Regions from separate parts of the Anser cygnoides genome. Here region 2 is linked to region 1. The links are chromatin contacts, called in public Hi-C maps. All regions are on one chromosome and are shown on one strand. Each heading gives the region's core, a stretch centred on a gene start, on an enhancer-like site or on the middle of the called end of the contact. The rest is flanking DNA. Distances are from core to core; before and after follow the strand shown. Region 1 holds the start of LOC106040822 (vacuolar protein sorting-associated protein 51 homolog). Region 2 holds the start of SLC39A13 (solute carrier family 39 member 13).

Region 1 (2,903 bases), core at 140-2,639:
ACCCCCAACCCCACGATCTTCCCTCCCCGAGTCCTCCAGCCCCACGATCTTCCCTCCCCGAGTCCCCCAGCCCCACGATCTGTCCTCAAACTCCATAGATCTGCCCTCCTGGGCTCCATCCCTCCCTCCCCGTACCAGCCAGCTGGGCACCACGGCGGTGACGGTCCTGCAGCGCCGCGCTGACACGGGCACTGGAGGTGCTGATGGCTGCCATGTTGGCAGCCAAGTCGTCCATCTCTGCCTCCATGCGCCGGAAATCGACCTTCATCTTTCGGATAGTGTCTGCGGGGGGGAAAAAACAAGACCCATGGGTCCCTGAGCCACTTGGGATCCCTCTAGTCCCCCCCCCCTCCAAATACCTGTGTCCCCCCTGAGAGCCCACCTGTGGCAGAAATGAACTTGTTATAGTTCTCGTAGAGCAGCGTCTGCATGTCGCTGTCGAGAGCGCGGATCTCCCGCCCCAGCGCAGCTTCGCGGGCCAACAACTGCCCCAGGGGGCACTCACTGCGCACCTGGAAGGGGGGCAATCATGATACAACTGCACACTGGCCCCACTGCACCCCAACAACTCTCCCGGAGCCGGAACAACTCCCTCCCAGACCCCTACATGCCCTCCATGGTGGTTCTGTGCTCCTCAGCTGCTCCCCTAATTGCATCGTAGAGCCCTCCAGCTGTCCCCCCCCAGCCCGATGTGCTGCTCAGGGAGCCCTGCCTGCCACACAACCACCTAAATGGCACCCTGGTCTTGGGAAAAGGAACCCCAAGAGCTTCCAGCTGCATGCCAGGGCCCTGCTGGGATCCACAACGGTCCCCAACAGCCCCGTATCGCCCCTACACAGGGGACATACAGGACCCCAAGGAGCACCTATGGGGGGAGATCTATAGGGTACCCAGAGAACCCCTTTTTGGGGATCTGAAGGGGGTCGGAAGGTCTCTCAGGGATCCAGCAAAGCCTGGCGGAGGGGTTTATGGGGTCCCCACAGGGCTCTGGGGGCAGGGGTACGGATTGCACGGCACCCCTTGCCCCCCGAAGGGCGATGGCTGCGGGATCCCCACAGGAACCCTTTGGGATCCCCACAGGAACCCTTTGGGGTCCCCACAGGCGGGCACCCAAACCTCAGGGGGTCCCCGGGGTGGGGGTGCGCGTCACGGTGGGGTCAAAGGTCACCTTAGCGAGGAAAACTTCCGGGTCAAAGTGAGGCCCGTTGATGTCGATGGGGTCCGGGGCGGCCTCCGCTGCCTCGGCGGCGGGCAGCCCGTAGTAGCGCTGGAGCGGGCCATGAGGCCGGCGCCAGGAGGAGCCGGTGCCGGTGCCGGTCTCGGTCTCGGTCCCCCGGTCTCGGTGCCGGTGCCCGCCGCCTCCCCGTCCGCCATCACGCCGCCACTTCCGTGCCAGCGCCTGACTTCCTGCCCAGCCCCCGGCGTCACTTCCGGGCGGGGCCGTCACCATGGTTACCGCCTCCTGGCCCCCGCGGCACCGTCCGCAGTGGGCCGCACGGCGCCGCGTTCGGGGCCGCCTTCATCGCCTCGTCTTCGTCGGCCCCCTGCAAATAAAGCACATAAAGCCCATGGTGTCAGTCAGTAAAGGAAATAAAGCACATAAAGCCCATGCCGTCAGTCAATGAAGTAAATAAAGCCCATAAAGCACACGGTGTCAGTCGTGTTCAGGCTCAAACATCGGGGACAGGGAGATTGGAGAGACCCGGGAGGTGAAGGCTGTGGGCATCAGAGATGGGGACACACACACTGGGGTGAAAACAGGGGCTGGAGATGGGGCTGGGGACAGCAGGGTGACAGGAGGACCTGTGGGCATCACGGACGACAACGGGGGCATCAGAGATGAGGAGTAAATTAGGAACATGAGGCGGTGCGGAGGGGCTGGGAGGGACAAAGCCAAATCCTCCCCTAGCACCATGAAACACCCCTGCACTGTGTGCCGCAACCACAGCTCCCTCCAGCCCCAGCCCGTGGGGATTTTGCATAAGTGGGACTACTTCAGGTGAAGCACACTCAAGGAAACGGTAATTTCAGGAGATCAGGAAGAAACAAATTCCCACCCTCAGTCTATGTACCACAATCTTCTGTAGCCTCTTAGACCCTCTCCAAATAATGGACACTACACACATCTTCAATGCCACCAAAGACCGATAGAGCTACTCTTCCCATGCATGCTGCAAGTACTGCCATCTACATGTTGCCTGGCCTGATGCAATGAGAACAATCACTTGGTGCTGGAAAAATGAAAATGTACTGGCTAAGCTCTACCTGAAGATGCAGACAAATTATTTGACTCCTTTATAAAGAATCTGTTAAAGGCATTTATGAACAGCCAGCAATATGATTTTAACCTCTGTGTCAGTGTAAACTTTAAGCCTCAACAAAAACAGCGCAGGAGTAGGAGGAGAGAAGAACCCTGAAATGCCAAGGGCACGCAAGACAGCCAGTTCTGCCAGCACCTTTTCACCTGCTTGCCTTCAACCCAATAGGCCTTGCATCCCCATTGCTCCTTTCACCCTACACCAGGACCATGCCTCAACTGCAGGCTACGGAGCTCCTGGCTGAGGAGAGATGCCAGCCCCACAAAGAGCCATCAGAGCTCAATGCTGCGCGGTGACAGAACTCAGGGCCTTCCCTACCCACTCGCACCCGACAGCAGAGCAGCCTGGGGACAGAAACTTGTCCCCAAGGACAGAGCCCAGCTCCACACCCCAGTCCGGGGGGCACAGGGTTGGCATCTCCCCAGGCTGAGGCCAGAAACAATGCTGCTGCTGCTCTGCATCATCTCTTGTCATGGCTGAGCCTAAATACCACAGCCAAGACCCCAAATGGCAGACAACTCCGGAAAAAGAAGCAGGAATTCCAGTGGCACAAGGCCGGAAGCAGTGAGGCACAAAGGCCTTTGC
Region 2 (2,903 bases), core at 164-2,663, 250 kb before region 1:
GTTCACCAGTACCACCAGCAGGTCCCAGAGCAGAGCATTCAAGTCAGGTCTGCTCTGACTGGGATTCTGAACTGAAGTAACAGCTAGGTCTTCCCAGCTCAGGAAGAACAAACATGAAAATCTGCCATTTACACACTCCTTAGTGGGAAGAAGGGGGAGACTGAACGCTAACTGAGAAGAGCACATGCCCTCCTCCTGGGAGACTCCCACAGCCTCCGCTACCTCACTGAGCTGGTCTGTGGCAGGCAGTGCCTGAGAAAACAGTCAAAACTCAAAATGCCAAGGTAAAAACCTACTGGAAAACAGAAAATAAAATATTTACACGACAAAGATTCCTGCAGGGACCCACCGCCTCCCTTCCTGGACGCTTTGCCTTTTCAGACCACACAGCTTCAGCTCTGTCTCAGCACAATTGCTCGCTGCCACACAATGACATTTCAGATGTTGTCGAGAGAAGGAAAAAAAAGATCTTTATAACAACTGTTATAAACAACTGTTTTCCCTGGAAGCCAGTTGCTTGGCCTTAAGAGTTGCAAAAGAGTATTGCATGGAAAAAAAAAAAAAAAAAGTTATTTTCCAGGGAGGAAGCATTATTTTCAGCCAAAAAAATTCTCCACAAGCCGCCTCCCTCCATTAGCCCCGTGGAGAGCTCTGAATTCCTCCTGGAAGCCCTGACCCCGGCGGAGGCACAGCAGGCCTGCAGGCTCCCAGGGCACGCCGTCCTCTCTGTCACAAATCACAGCCTGCCTGCAGCGACCCCACCGCTCTGCGGGGACCCTTCCCCTCTTCCCCATTCCTCTCCTACTGAATCACTGCACGCGGAGCCTCTCATTTCTGCAGACCGGGCACATCGCAGCGCGTGCAGCCGGAGGCTCGCGGGGTTAAGCACAGCGGGGTACGGCGGGGCAGGCAGATGGGGCACCCGGCACAGCTCTGCCCTCACCTCCTCCCGCAGGCACGGCAGGCAGCTGAAGCACCGACTCCGTCCCCATCCCACCCGCCGCCGGCTCGCCGGGAGGAAAGCTGGCAGCCGGCTGGGGCTGCCCCCGGGCCCGGCTCCGCCGCAGCTCCCCGCGGGGGCCGAGCGGCGAGGCGGCCGGAGTTACTTCGCAAACTTTCCGCGCCCCGTCCCCTCAGCGGGCCCGGCGCAGCGAGGCTCACGCGAAATGGCGGCGCGGACCCCCCCGCCCGCCGCCAAACCTCCGGCCCCGCTCCAACCCCGTCCCCCCGCCGGCCCCCTCAGCGCCTCCCGCCCTTACCGTGCGCCGCCGCCGCGCCCCGTGCCGCCGCTGCCATCCAGCCGCAGCACGGCGCCCGCCTGCCCCGCCCGGCCGCCCCCAGTCCCCGCCTCCCCCGGCCGGCCACGTCGGTCCCGGCCTCCTCGGCACCAGCCGCGGACCCGGCGCCGCCGCCAGCGCCGCGCTCGCTTCCGGCCTCCGCCACCGGGGGGCCGGCGTCGGGCCCGCTTCCTGCGGGGACCCGTCTGCCGAGGAGGGGCCTGGGGGGATCTAGGGGGGCTGTGAGCCCCCTGTTGTCACGGGTAAAAGCGTGGCAGCCCTCCGTAGGACTCGCCCTCCGCAAGTTTTTGAAAAGATGAAGTAACTTTTGAAAGTACCTGCCGCTACACAGGTTTCTGTAGCAGGTGGATGTGTTACAGCCTTCCTGATGGCGCTTGGGTGACACCTGAGCTCTGACAATGTAACCCTGACTGTTAACGGTGAAGAGTATCCACGGTTCTTACTGAGGTTTGCAGAAACTTCATGTGCTCAAAAAACTAGGTCAGCAGAGAACAAAGATTTACTTTTATACAAGCTGAACTAGCTCAGAGCTATAGTTTCCAATACACTTTCCAAAATATACTAACGTACCTTTCGGTTCCATCTCTTACCATTTCCCCTGCGACACAGAACTCTTCCCACTCCAATTTCCAGAACAAACCCCGTTCCCCTAGGAGACGCCGCTGATGCTGACGTTCCTCCTGTCTGCAGTCTCACCCCGGTCTCATTACATCACTCCAATGTCACGCCGCGGAGCAGGAGTTTGGAATTCAGTCAGCCATCAGTAGCCTGCGCTGGCTGGGCTGCTCTTTCTGCAGCCATGTAATGGGAATACAATCCGACACGGACGCACTGCGAAGGCGGTTTAAGAAAAGTTTCATCTTTCTCAGTCAGAAGCAGAAAGTTTATGTTGGGAGCTGAATTCTGAAAGCAAGTTTTGCTTCCGAAGTTGTAAGTTTTATCGTTCCTGTGTTCCACGGCCGCCTTCCTATTGCCTGAATAACTGTTATCAGTCCCCAGTGGCGCAGTTCCGTGTGCTGGCAGATCGTGTCTGTGATTATCACAGTTAAAACAGGCAGGCACTTCTTCGGGTAAGCCAAGCCACGCTGAGCACCTGGGACTATCGGAATCAAGAGCGGTATCCCGGGCTCAGTGAAGTAAATGGGTTTGCTTTTGACTTCAGTGGTGCAGGATTTCACTCCAAGGCATTGAGTTTTAATTTGTACCCTACTGCAAGCCAAACAGGGAGAATTCCGGATGAAACGTGCACTCAGTACCTTATGCCATCAAGTGGCAGCTGTACCACACTGCATCAAATGGAGCTTTTTCCCAGTGGGTGGCTGAATTCTTAGCTGTAGTGAATTTTCAGCAACAGTCTGGAGATCAGTATGGCTCGGTCATAGTCCAGCAGGCTGGGTCCAAAAGTAAAGGTGTAAAAACGTAAAGATGGATTCTGTTAAAACAGCGACGAGGCAACTGGAGCAGGGCGCAGGGACCTTCTCTTGCCTCCCTTGAGCCATGGCACCTCTTCAGCCTGATTTCTCCAAAAGTGACTTTTAGGTTTCTCTGTTCTTTACTAAATGACGTTTTTAGCTGAGGAGAAAAAAAAAATCAGGTCACTTGTAA

Evidence for each region. Hi-C and Micro-C count contacts between places; a contact is called where the count stands out from the background.
Region 2: a Hi-C map of liver shows a contact between it and region 1, with 3 times the contacts expected there. The contact joins the promoter of SLC39A13 here to the promoter of LOC106040822 in region 1. A contact is called at or near these places in 3 of 7 Hi-C or Micro-C datasets (granulosa cells and liver).

Annotation. Positions count from the first base shown.
Region 1 is chr5:12,673,041-12,675,943 of Taihu_goose_T2T_genome, reverse strand. LOC106040822 (vacuolar protein sorting-associated protein 51 homolog) reads right to left here and starts at 1,389. Exons shown (of 11, transcript XM_066998054.1): 1 at 1,332-1,389; 2 at 1,169-1,329; 3 at 383-512; 4 at 136-282. The coding sequence starts at 1,374.
Region 2 is chr5:12,923,132-12,926,034 of Taihu_goose_T2T_genome, reverse strand. It overlaps SLC39A13 (solute carrier family 39 member 13), which reads right to left and starts at 1,413. Exons shown (of 10, transcript XM_066997674.1): 1 at 1,260-1,413.